Linked DNA regions of Anser cygnoides: region 2 is linked to region 1. The links are chromatin contacts, called in public Hi-C maps. All regions are on one chromosome and are shown on one strand. The core of a region is the stretch at or near the end of the contact, and the rest is flanking DNA. Distances in the headings are between cores, read along the strand shown. Region 1 holds the start of PRMT9 (protein arginine methyltransferase 9). Region 2 holds the start of NR3C2 (nuclear receptor subfamily 3 group C member 2).

What was found. Hi-C and Micro-C count contacts between places; a contact is called where the count stands out from the background.
Region 2: a Hi-C map of liver shows a contact between it and region 1, with 10 times the contacts expected there. The contact joins the promoter of NR3C2 here to the promoter of PRMT9 in region 1. A contact is called at or near these places in 2 of 7 Hi-C or Micro-C datasets (both in liver).

Annotation. Positions count from the first base shown.
Region 1 is chr4:45,412,726-45,419,195 of Taihu_goose_T2T_genome, forward strand. PRMT9 (protein arginine methyltransferase 9) reads right to left here and starts at 3,255. Exons shown (of 14, transcript XM_048071807.2): 1 at 3,112-3,255; 2 at 2,700-2,751; 3 at 1,945-2,157; 4 at 1,324-1,472; 5 at 1-60. The coding sequence starts at 2,130.
Region 2 is chr4:45,768,932-45,775,401 of Taihu_goose_T2T_genome, forward strand. It overlaps NR3C2 (nuclear receptor subfamily 3 group C member 2), which reads right to left and starts at 3,073. Exons shown (of 9, transcript XM_048071804.2): 1 at 2,729-3,073.

The DNA.
Region 1 (6,470 bases), core at 2,005-4,504:
TCTGGGTTAAGCTTCACTGCTTTGTGAAAATATCCAGCTGCTTCATCTCTAAAGCCCATTCTAATAGTAAAAAATGACAAATAAATAGAAAGACATTCAATTGCCAATTATCTGTAAATATCTACAAGTCTATAAAAAGATCTTAGGACAATGGAAGTATTTCACACTAGTTGGAAAGATCTCTTTAAAAACACTGATATAAAAAAATATTTACAGCTCTACATCAAATCACTTGGAAATGCAAAGGTAGTCAAAAATTGCAGTCTTTATCTGCTATTGCCTTTTTTTTTTTTTTACACAACTGAGGTTTTACAGAAAGCTTACTGTAACCACATGGCAGCAGCAAATCTGCAGTCTCACAGATTTTGAAGTCACAATAGAATGACACAAAAATTCAAAATTGTCCCACCATATTTAACTTGTGCATACTGTAAAAACAAATTTTGATTTGCCTATGCTTCCGTTAAGTGGCAATTTTAAAATTAAATTGTGAAACAATTTTTTTTAAAGATAACTATAGCATATTCTTAAATCAGATGCACTGAAAAATAAGACCTATGAAATGCATTAAAGCATACATTTTGCTACCAATGTTGTACGAGTTGCTCCTTAAAATAAGCAACCAGTCAAAACTGTATACCTAACCAAAGCTGCTTTGACCTAGAACCTATGCTTTCCATCCTAAGTTCCAGATGACCTTAACATTCAGAGGAACAGCGAAGCACCATGTGTTTCAAGTTTTGGAGAAAGCAGTAAAAGAATGCCTTTAAGTATTAAATAATAGCATAAGCTCAAACAGTTTAAGGAAAAACAGCCCTACACATTACAGTACACATAACCAGCTTCCTCACTTGAAAGATCTATCATATGTGACCTCAAGAAGGACCAGAGTCTAGTCAGATCCCTGACAATTACTGCCTTTGCATACTAACAGGATACAATGGAAGATGAACTTCAAAAACTGTAAGTTAACTACAATTACAGTAAACACAGTAACTCTGAACAATTATGGTCTCGTTTCTGTTTAGTAATTTAATGAATTGTTAAAAATACACTTGAAGGCAGCAGTACTATTACTTCAAGCTTTTACTTCAGCAAAAGTGCTCTTTTATACATATAACTGGCTGTGACTACTAACATTTTAGTATTGGGTACTTAACTTTCTAAGCTAACAAACAACATTCAACATAAACTATGTAAAATTAAACGCTTGCATTTATTTCTTTCGGGCACGTTTTATGTGCTCTGATGAATTTGGTATTCTTTATTAACATATAATATTAAAGTAAGCTTTACAAAAGCTGAATATAGATCACTACAAACCTGAAAAGATGTTCTCCCATACTATTACATATCACTTCATCATTCGGATACAGTTCAAGAGCCTGTTCATAACAGTTAAACAGATCTTGAATCCGTGCTAGAGAATCTAGTTCTTCTGCCCATTTAAAGAGAGTAAACTGAAACGTTTCCTAGAAAATAAAACACAGACCATTGAGTTGACAATAGTTACCAGAAACATCCTGACATGCACCTGAACACACTTCTTTCCCTTAAGGAGCAGCATGCAATGCTCAGTATTTTCCCAAGTTACTTGGGACAACACTTATCACTTGAAGAAGCTAAAGTAAGCTCTCAAATATCCACACTGAATATCATCACCCAGCAACATTATACTAAGAGCCAGCACGTATACTACTGCATGCTATGCTGTACTACAAGCCAATAATAACAAGGGATTATCTTTATTGAACTTAGTTGACACATACTGCACTAGAAGTGCAATTTTCTTCCCACAGAAACATACAACTCATTAAACAAGTTGCTGTCTCTGTTACTATTTTTCTTCTTTTAGAAGACTGAGTAGGAAGATCAATTACAAACAAAAAGTCACAGGCACAGAACATGTTACGTAGCCTCAAGAGAAAATCAAAGAGCACTTACTTTGACACTGGTCTTTAACTCAGGAGCTAAATTCAGTACCAGAAGATAGTGAGCATATGCAGTTCCGTAATCCTGGTCCTCCAGGCAATGCTCAGCACTCTGCAAAGATCGGGAAACCAACTCCCGCCTGCCAGCTTCCTGACCACTTCTGGGGCTCCGACGAAGTTTAGCATTGGAGTTGGGCATTCTGAAGGATGGAGGTACTAGCTCTTCCTAAAACAAACAAGTTACATGTTCTGTAGGCAAAAAGGTTATGCACAAAACTAGCAGACCAAGCTACTTACTAAGAACTCACAGGTATCGAGAACTCTTCCCCCAAATCCTAAGCATTCAGAAACATTCTCATCTTTACACCCTTGACGTATCCATAAACTTTAAAGTAAGTATTCACCATGCAAAACTTAGGTATCAATTGTACTTGCATTATACTAGATCCTACAAACAGCTTGCATTTCTTTCCTTTTCAGAAACTAATTTTTGTAATGTGTGTTTTGGCATATCTCTAAGTAGTTTTGCATACCAGAAACTCACACATTCATAGTTTTCATATCAACCATAAAATCTTCAGGTTAAGACTCTTCCACTTCAGTAATAGCATCCCCATAAACCAAGGGCTTCCAGATAGAGAGCTAGCAAGCTCCCAATTTACTTTACATGAGATAACACGCTTATTTCTTTCCCTCATGAAGACGTCAGTTAACAGAATCAATACACACCCTTTGATAACTGTTAACACTTAAACTTGTAATGCTTACCTACGTACAAGGGCCTAATAGTGCCTTCAGGATTTTCAGATATATCCTAAAGCTGAAGAGAGCGAACGTTACATAAAGAGGAACCGCAAGAAACACAGCATCACCCTAACAGCTTGCTTAATAAAAAAAAAAAAAAAAAAAAGCACCGGCCGCATAAGAAGCAACCGCCACCAACTTACAAGGCAACACGCAAAACCAGCCGGGGCCGAGCAAACCCGCCTGCCGCACGGCTTTGGGGGCCCGGAGGGCAGCAAGAACAGGGCAGCCAGCCCTCACAGGCAGGCCTCGCAGGCCTCACCACCGCCGGGCTGGCGGAGCGAGCCTCAGGGCCACCACCCCAGCGGGCAGGGAGCAGCGGGGAAGGAAGAAACCCGTCCCTTGTGGCCGGGCTGGGCGCTCCCGGGGCCATCACCTGCTCGGTGCCAGCCGCCGCTCCCCAACAGCCGCCAGGCACGCCGCACACCGCCGCCATCTTAGGATCCAGCGGCAGGCGGCGCACAGACGTGCCAGCGCCCCGCCCGCCCCGCTGCGTACTTGGTGGCCGCCCCCTAAGATGGCGGTGGGCAGCTCCACGCCCCACTTGCCTCAGGCCCGCTGGAGGAAGGAGGGAGGTGCGAGGCGTCGGAGGGCGGCGAGGCAGGGTGCTCGCCAACCGCAAAACCCAGTTACACGCCGCAGGATTGAGCAACTCTTCTGCTTCACGAGATTGAGAAATCCGTTTGCTTCATCTTTATTTCTGTTTAATTTATGAGGAAAAAAAAGTGCGTGTTTTTTTTTTTCAGGCTTCTCCTTACAATTTTAAGGTGTAGGCATTCACTTTATTTTTCATTTACGTCAAGGAACAACTGATAGGCAGAACATATTGAAGAACCCAAGAAAAAATGAGAACGCTAGAAACTGGCATTACAGAAAAACTAATGCTTTGTAAGCTGACAAGGAGGCCAGGCAAAAATTCATAATTATTAGTAAGAAAAAGGCTTGAGAAAACTAAAACCAAAAATCTGTTTTTTAATGCCAATTTAGCTTATTACTTTTGAGGTGAAACTTCAAAACATTTTGATCAGAAACTGTTCCTTAAAATTTCCTTATTGCTTCTTTGTGTGGATTCTGACTGCTTATTGGCAGGGCGTGCCAAGCACAAACCTATGGATAACTCTGCTTGTCCCTCTCCCTCTGCCATATATATAGGTACATGTGCATATACATGTACATATATGTATATTGTCCAAGTTATTTTGCCATCCACATCCAATGTTTAAAATTTGAAATTCAGGTCATAGGGACACAGGGCTAGAAGTGGCCTACAGCACTGTTAAATCCAGTCCCTTGCTATTCAACATTACTCAGACCTGCTCTACATGTAAGAGCCTACTACCTTAAATGTTTATATCATGCAGTGTAACAACCACGTGCTGTGCAGGCACCACCTATAATTGAACTGCAGTTATGGTGTTTGTAATATTTAATTTGAATTACGTTATTGATAAGTCTGGAGAATGACATTAGAGGAAAAAAATTCATACCACCTATTTTTAAGTCATAAACAAGTCCAAGTTGTCTTAGGCCTTTGACTCTGCTCTACGTTAACAGAGGAGCAAAATTCAGACCTTTGCTCCCATTCCTCAGTGCCTTATCTTGCTCCCTTCTATGCCTATGGCATCACTTGACTTGCACTGTGGGACATGGCAGGCTGCCTCCTCCTCAGATCAACCACATGCAAGGCCCTGGAGCGATTTTATTTCCAAAAGGCAGTGTTCATTTGGTCTTAACCACTTTCTGGGACAAGAACAGGCTATGGCACTCTTTATTAATCATGAAACGTTGAAACATGAAGCTGTTTATCATTGCTTCCCTTCTCTAAAGCATGAATACAGCTCTCCCAGTGCTTTAAAGCTCTGAATATCGTAGATGCCTTCACTTTTTAGAAACAAATTAGTACCATTTAAAAATGCCTTGCCAGCATTTTGAACAAGGTGAAAGTAGTACATATGGAGGGGAAAGTTAGTCTAAAAGAAACAGTGGCAGTTAAAACCATAATCTATGGCAAACAATTACTATCCTAGACTACTGTAAGTGGGAGATAAGCCTACACACATTTTGAGTGAAGTGTCCCAAAGGACAGCACTGAGGACAAGTAGTTGAATGATGTTACAATCAGTTTCCACGTAGGAAAGACATTGCCAGAAAGCACAAAAGAACTGGTGAAGAACTTGGGCTGAAGAAATTCTAAGAGGATGTACAAATATTATCATCAGAGTGTATCAAATATTTCTTATCTAAACTGAGCTATAAAGCAAAATTTAATATCTTATTAAATCAACTGGTATAAACAGACCTAGCCCTTCAATTTTGAAAGTAAAGCAATGAACTTTAAATTAGTTACAGATGGGGAAAAAGCTTCTCTGAATTTAGCTTAATTATGCTTTCCAACTACAGGAGGATAGCATGGGGAGAAAGACAATCATTAACATCTGTGGGACATAGTGGGAACATGAGGGCATAGTACAGGTGATTATCACCTGTGGACAGTGAGGTGTAACAGGAGTTGGACTGTCCTGAATACTGTGATGGGCCAGGAACTTGGTAGCTCAATCATTTTCTAAACCTGTTCAGCTGTGTTTTTAGACCAGAGAAAGTACCAGATGCATAGCATAAATATCTTATAGTGCTTATTTTTAAATATAAATCAAGTACTATGTGCTAATTTGACACAATTTACATTGATATTTCACACTGTTACATTTGTGGGAGATTACTAAAAACTGTCAAAGTCAAATCCTTGCAGTTTGGATGAGTCAGTTCAGTTCAAAGGCTGGAGAGGTTTTTTTAATTCCATACTCACTTTGTACATCTTGATGGAATACTTCAGAGAAAAAAAAATGGCCACAGAATATAATGTTTGCGTACAGCTGCATACTAAGATAATTCATTGTGTAGAGTTTGTGTTACAAAGGAATGCCTGAAAAGAATGCCCATCTTACCAGCTACGTATGTGATTGCTGTAATAACATTCAGATTAGTTGACAGTAGATTAAATAATGTTGGTCTGCATCATGGGTAGTCAGACATTAGTCCACTTCTATTTGCAAACCTGATGTATGAGAGGAGTATGCAGCCTAGTAGTACCTTGCATATGCATTAAGCTACTAATATAATGCAAGGTGGGAGTTAGAATGAAACAGTGTAAACTGTAGCCCAGGATAGGGCTTTCCTCCTGAGGTAAAAGTGCTTAGGAGACAAAACTACAATACCTTGGAAGGATGTAGTTGCTGCTGCTGTTTTCGTCAGTGTTTTCAACAACTCAACACAGCTGCATGTTTCAAATGGTGGAAGCTGATATCAATGCTCTGTAATAAACCATCAATAAAGCTGCAAGTTAAAATTACTAATCCCTAACTCATCTCTCCATAGCATACAGATTGGAGACAGAACCAGCCACAGGAGAACAAATAACAGTGTCTTTCATGAAAATCAGCATTTTGAAGTGATCATTCAAGAGCATAAGAAAGATAAGGAAGAACAAAACAAACACCTTGATAGTATATGCCTATTGTATAAAATAACTTGAAGAGGGTGTTTCATAAAACTACACTTGCAATGATTATCAAGGGCAAATAGCCACAGCAAAGATAAATAATAGCACAAGGACAGAACGTTGCCAGAACTTCATGTAGTCAAGCTGTGTTAGTCTTTTAAATGAAGCTACAAGAAGGCTGTAGAATTTGATGACCTTGATTAGAGAATGGCAGAAGAAGGGAGAATGTTCTAAAC
Region 2 (6,470 bases), core at 1,823-4,322, 360 kb after region 1:
ATTGCACCAACCTCCATGGCAGACAGCAAGAGGAATACGTAAAGGAAAGTAAACCTTCTTATAAAAAAGGCCCTAAACAAGCTTCCCACCCACCACGCCACTCTCCCTAGGCAGGGAGCAAGATGCATGCCCATTTTCTGAGTGGCCACGCGTTACTTTGAAAATATTCTCCATTATTCTGAAAATTGTGTACAGGTAACAGCAACTTTTCTTTTTTCTTGAAAGGAATTAGTTCATCATCATATTGTTAAAACTGCAGAAACTTAACCGCCGTTATTTGCGATACCAACATTATGCAAAGATTTTTCCCCTTTCAAGAAGTATTAATTTTCTAATTTTAACAGCATTTCATTGCCTTAACACTACTTATAAATAATTTTTAAGTAAAACCGCAAAACAAAACAAAACAAAACAAAACCCTTAAAGAGAAAGACTGGAATAGTTCTTTGCCCTTACTTAGGGCTATATCCCTATACCTACGTTCCTCTCAGGGGCAAGTTTTATTAGAAGATGATCGTGTGTACCGAATCACATCCCTCTAGCCTAAAATTTTCAGCCAGAAGTGCCTGCTTTCACAGAAAGTCACTCCCGGATAATCACTTACCCCCGATTTAAGTGCTGAGCAAGCCTAATTCCTAGAGAAATCAACTGCCGCTGCGGGTGACCAGCATTTCTGAAAACCGGGGGACTCGGTTATAAGGCTTACGGGGAGGGTGCAAGTGGGTTTTAACCCTGACAGCCCCGGCAGCAGCTCGGTGCACGGGGTAGCTCCGGGGACAGGCCCAAGGCGACCCCGGTGCGTGAGCTCGGCAGCGCCCGGCGGGCGATCCCTCACGCAGCAGCAGCAAAGCTCAAACTTGACGCGGAGCCGAGCGGCAGGCACGCTTCGAAACTTTACCAGACCGAGATCTGGGTCACCCGCGGGAGGGAATTAAAAAAATCGCCCGGTCCCGTGCTGCCGGAGCGAGCGGCGCCGCTCGGCCAGCGCATCCCGGAGCGCCGGGAACCGGCCGGGAGAGCCTCGCGGGGCTCGGCTGGGCTCCGCACCCCGGCGATACGCGGGCGCAGCACGGCGGCTGCCGGGCACCGCTCGCCCCGTCCCCGGGCTGCCCCAGGGGGCAGCAGGGGGCTCCGCTGTGCTTCCCCCAGCCCCGAGCACGGCCCCACAGCCCCCGGCACCCCCCGAGGGCGGCCATTTGCGCTCCTACCCCGCCGGGAAGCCCGGCGGCCAGGGCGCCACCAAAACCCAAACCCCCCCAAACCTCCCCGCCGGGGCTGCTCCCCTCACAGCCCGCGGCCGCGCTGTCCCGGGGGTCCCGCGGCCGGCCGAGCCCCCCGGGTTCGGTACCTGTTGCGGCGGGGCGCCTCCTCCTGCCAGGAGGGAGCGAGGGCGGAGCGGGGCGGGGCGGCTCCCCCGGCCCCGCTGCCTGCCCCGGTGCCTGACCCGGTGCCGGTGCCGGTGCCTGCCCCGGCCCCTGCCGCTGCCCGGCCGGCCGAGGCGCAGCGCGCCGCCCGGTGACACGGCGCGGCAGCCGGGAGGGGACGGTCCCAGGTGCCAAGTCCTTTAAAAACATGTCACATGCCCAGATAAATTCAAGTTGACGTCCCGCCCGCCGCGCGCCCCCATTGGCCGCCCACCGCGCGGCGGGGGCCTGCCCGCCTCCCCATTGGCCGGCCGGCGCCGTCACTCAGCCGCCGGGCGACATGACTGATACAAAGTTGCTGCGACACAGGCGGCGCGGCGCGGCTCCTTAAAGCCGCAGGGGCCGCCGCGGCCCCCGCCGGAGCCGTCCCCCCGCGCGGAGCCGCGCCCCCGGGGGGCGCCGCGGGGCGGGGGCGCGGGGCGGCCCCCCGCGGGCAGGTGGAGGTGCGCGGGGCGCGGCCGCCCCCGCCCGGTGCCCGCAGGGCCGGGCATCGCCTCTGCACCGGCCCTGGATTTCCGCGTTTGTCGGCAGCGCATGAATATGCATGCAGAGCCGGTGCGGGGATGGGTTAAAAGGGAGGGGGGAAAAAAAAAAAAGGGAAAAAGGGGAAAAAAAAAAAAAGCGCCGAGGTTCAAGGACTCGTCCTCTGCATGCCGCCGGGCTCGTCCCGCCGCGCTCCGCCGGCGAGGGGCTGCCGGCACCGGCACGGCGTCCCGCGGGCTGCGTGCCCCCTTACCGGGGAGAAGCGGGGAAAACAGAGAGAAAAAAAAAAAAAACGAAAAAAAAAAAAAAACCAAGGAGCGCCCAGCAAACTTTGAGCCCGCGGTCCCAACTCGCTCCGCGAGCCCTCGCCCCCGGCCCGCGCCCCCCGAGGAGGGCTCCGCGCCCCCGCGTCCCGCCCGGAGCCGGCGGCGGGGGCCGCGCATCGCCGCGGGGCTGCGCGCACCTCGGCCCCGGCTCGCATCCCCCGCGCATCCCCTGAGAGCAGCGAGGAACTCCGCTCGCCCTCGGTAGCGGCGGCGAAGGCGCGACCACGGCCGGGCTCGGGGCTCACGTGCCTCGCCCATCTCCGCGCCGTGCCCCGAAATCGGGCACCGGCCGAGGAGGACGAGGAGGAGGCGGTGAGACCCGCGGGGCTGCCTCCGCGCTTCCCCCGGCGAGCAATGGCCGTGCCCTTCCTGCGAAGTTTTCCCCGCCGGGGACGGGACCGGCCGTGACCTGGATCAGCCGGCTCGGGTGGCAGCCGCCCGGCCGGCCCCCGGCGCCCCGCTCCGCGCCCCGCGCAGGGTCCGCGCCGCACTCACCTCCTCTACGACATGGTGGCGCGGCGGGAGGAGGCACGGCCCCCGGCTACTGCCAGAGAACCATCCGGCAGCGAGCCTGCACCGGCACCGGGGAGAGAAAAAAAAGAAAAAGGGGGGGGGGGGGGAAAGAGGGAGGGGGGAGAGAAAAAAAAAAAAGTGTGCGGAGGGAAATGGTGGGAGCGGGGCTGCGGCAGGCGGCGGGGTGCCCTCGGAGCGGCTCGGCTGGGCTCGGCGCGGCCGGGCGGACAGCTCCCACCATGGACGCCTAGGTGGGTGGGTGTTCCCGCGGGTCACACCCTCGCCCGCCGGCGGAGGGGAGCGGGGGGTGGATCCAGGAGCGGGGAAGGGGGGCGGGGGGTTCGAGGAAAGGAGAGAAAAAAAAAAAAAAGTGGTGGGGGGGGACGGGGGAGGGAGAGAGACACCCTCAAAGAAAAAAATAAAAAAGCCACGGGAGGGGAGAAAAAAAAAAAAGCCAAACTTATGTCATTCCAGGTAAAACTCCCATCTGCGCCACCAAGGAAGAGGAGGGAGGAGAGTGGCGAGGGTGTAAACTTTTTCCTCCCCCCCCCTCTCCCCGGTGCTGCCCGGCCCCTCGCAGCGCCCGGCGGCCGCGCCGCCCCCTCCCGGGCCGCCCGGCCGGCCCGACGGCACTCGGCGGCTCCCGGCGGCTGCCGGCGGCTCCCGGCGGAGCGGCGCCGCGGGGTTTCTCACGCACGGAGCCCGCCGCCGCCGCCGCCGCGGTTCCTGGTTCGCGGAGCCGCCGGAGGAAGGGAAGGAGGGCGGGCGGCGGGGAGGCAGGGCGGGCGGCGGGGGAGGAGGAGTGTCTCCCCGCGCCCTTCCCCCGGCCGAGCGGCTCTCCCGGCCCCGGAGGCGGTGGCGGTGGCGGCGGCGGAGGAGCCCCCCCCCCCCCCCCCCCCCCCCCCCCCGCCGCGCTCGGTTCCCCCCCTCCGCCGGGCTGCCGGCAAACGCGGGGACCCCCCTTTCCTTGTCCCCCCCCTAGCGGCGTGCCCTCGGGGTCAGCCCGGGCAGCACCGAATCCGTCCCGATTTCGTAAAAAAATGTGAAAAATGTGCACGTAAAAAAAAACGTTTCCCCGTTAATAAAAAAAAAAAAATAACTAAAAAGCGCTAACATCGATACGGGTTCTTAAATTAATATTTCGCTTGTGGCTACGATGTCTGAATGCCGATTATTTTGAAGTTCGGGGCTTTAAATGTCTCTTCGTTGAAGCATCTTTAAAAAAAAATGAAGCGTCGGAGGGAGGGCAAGTTGGCCGTGTTTTAATACCCTCGGTGAAGTGTTTAAACATGCAAAAGGACCGCTCGCGGAGAGGGATCTCTACCTGTGCCAAAGCCTCGGTAGGACCGGGGCCTTAAAAAAGGCGATTATTTTATCAGCTGTTGTTTGCATCCGTCAAAGTTTGCGGGTAACTTGATAAATGTTAAATAGGGAAGCATAAAGTGCTGCTAAGGCCAGACTTCGAGATAACAGCGCATTCAGTAGCTTAATTTCACAATTAGTTTGCTATATTATTGGAAGCAAATCATATTTCACTGTGCCTACACTAGCGCTCTATTTTTAGCCAGAATGTAGCTAAAAAGGAGGAACCTACCGAGACGTATTATAACACAGAATGCGAACAATTCTCTTCTCTCTCCTTTTACTCCTTTCGTGTCATACAGCTGCTTTGGAACACAGATCATTTATTAATCCGGCAGAGCTGCCCCCGGTGGCGTGGAAGCTGCAGTCCCAGGGCAGAGGAAAGTTCCCCACAACTCCGCGCAAAGCAAATCCCAGGGGTGCCAAAAGCACCCGAGCACCTCGGCTGCTCTGAGAGCTGCCGTGCTGAGCACAATTACCTTATGGCAATTTATAGGAGCGGGGTGTTTGACTGATGGGTTGCGCTTCTTTTGTCTTACTCTTCCTGCTATTCTTGTGTGCTTGATTTATTTATTTTTCTTTTTTTTTCAGGGCAAAGGTGTAAATGAAAAAGGCATCTGAAATGCTTGGAGGCAGTCTCAGCCTTAGTGTGGCATGATTATTATTATTGCTGATGAGCAGAAAGGAGAGTGAAAATAAAGTTTAGGGAATAAATCCAATATACCAAATGTTTGATTTTTTTTTTCCCATTGTGTTACACCCAGAGATGGCTGCTGGAAGGATAAAGCACCCTTCCCAGCACATGCAAGATGCTCACGATGCTCACAGATTTTCCACAAATTCAGTAGAAACCTCATTTGTTTTCTGCTTGTGGTTCACAGGAGCACTTAGCTTTTTAGTGGTTGACACTAGATCTATTTTTAGCAGCATTTTAACAGCTGTCACTAACAACTAAGATCTCATCTTGAACGGGGAAGGGAGATTATCTGTTTTATTTAAAAAATCAAACTACATGATTGTCAGATTATAAAATGCAATTTGGATCTCTATCTGACAAAAGAAAAAGGCTATCTTTTCTCATTGTGCCAATTCCATAAAAAAAAAAAAAAAAAAAAAGGACCTACAGTGGGCTCAATAAAATAACACACGGAATCTGTGAGGTTTGGAAATAATGCTGTTTAAGCACATACAAATGTGTGTATATGTATATATATATATATATATATCGTGTTTTGAATTCTGCTCAAAGTGATCCCCTTGCTGCCTTCTGCAGCTGTGTCATGATGGGGAAAATGCAAAGAGTTTCAGTCGTGGTTTTCCAAGTAGGTCAAGAGGAACAGCGTGGACACCTCCGACGAGCAATTCTCTTCCCTCGCCTTGTATTTTAGACGAGGTTAACTCATGTCAGACACGTGGCACTGAAAGCAGCAGACAGACAAGTGTAAGCCACTCTGTAGCAGATGTCATCTCTGCTCCTAAAGATAGTGGCAAATTTGCTGTGGATAATGCATTACTAAACAAGATAAGGCTGGAGCTCGGCGAGTGTCAAATCTTACCTCCTCCCAAGCTTGGGAAAGTGAGCGAATTTGTATCAGGGGCTGCAGGAGCAGCGGTGCGTTGTAAAAGCAGCCTACTGTACTGTCTCGCTTAGAGGTCATGTGCCCTATTTTGAGAACTGAACCAAAGCGGATGAAGTTTTGAGTCGCTTCCAACTAAGGCAGCTGGGCATTTCCCACTGCACTCCAGCTCCAGCCTCGGAAAGCAGGCGACCACATGGGCAAATATCTAAGTCCTTTAACTGATGTTACGCACCGGAGATTTACGTTTTAGGCTATTTGCCTCGCATGCTTTTGATTACTATAGCTGACTGGGAGGTAACATTTTGGGAAGACCGCTGCTAACCTGGGGAAATGGTGGGCATGACAGGGCAGGGGTTACTTTCCCTGTTCAACAGGTGCGAGTTTTCTGAGAGAGGAGCCTACAGCCTCCCCTAACCCCCCAGTTAATGGCATCCCATCTTCCTGAGCAAAAGTCTTGAGAACGCTTTACAAGCCCTGGGAAAATGTAAGTAAATGTGTTTTCTGTATGGCATGCTCATGTTCTCCCAGACATCAATATTTTATCTGTTTGGACTAATTTTGAACAATTTTATTTTCTAATTATAGTTAAGTCTTTTAGCTGAGCAACAGAACATTTTCCCTTTTAACCTGGATCCTTTCTTTTCTTTCCTTTCCTTTTTTTTTTTCTCTCTCTCTCTCTTTTTTTCCTCTCTCTCTCTCTCTTTTTTTTTTTTTTTTTTAATTTTTAATGCTTCTTAATGGCCCATGTTATAACCATGGTTGAACCACATCTAAGTATAGTA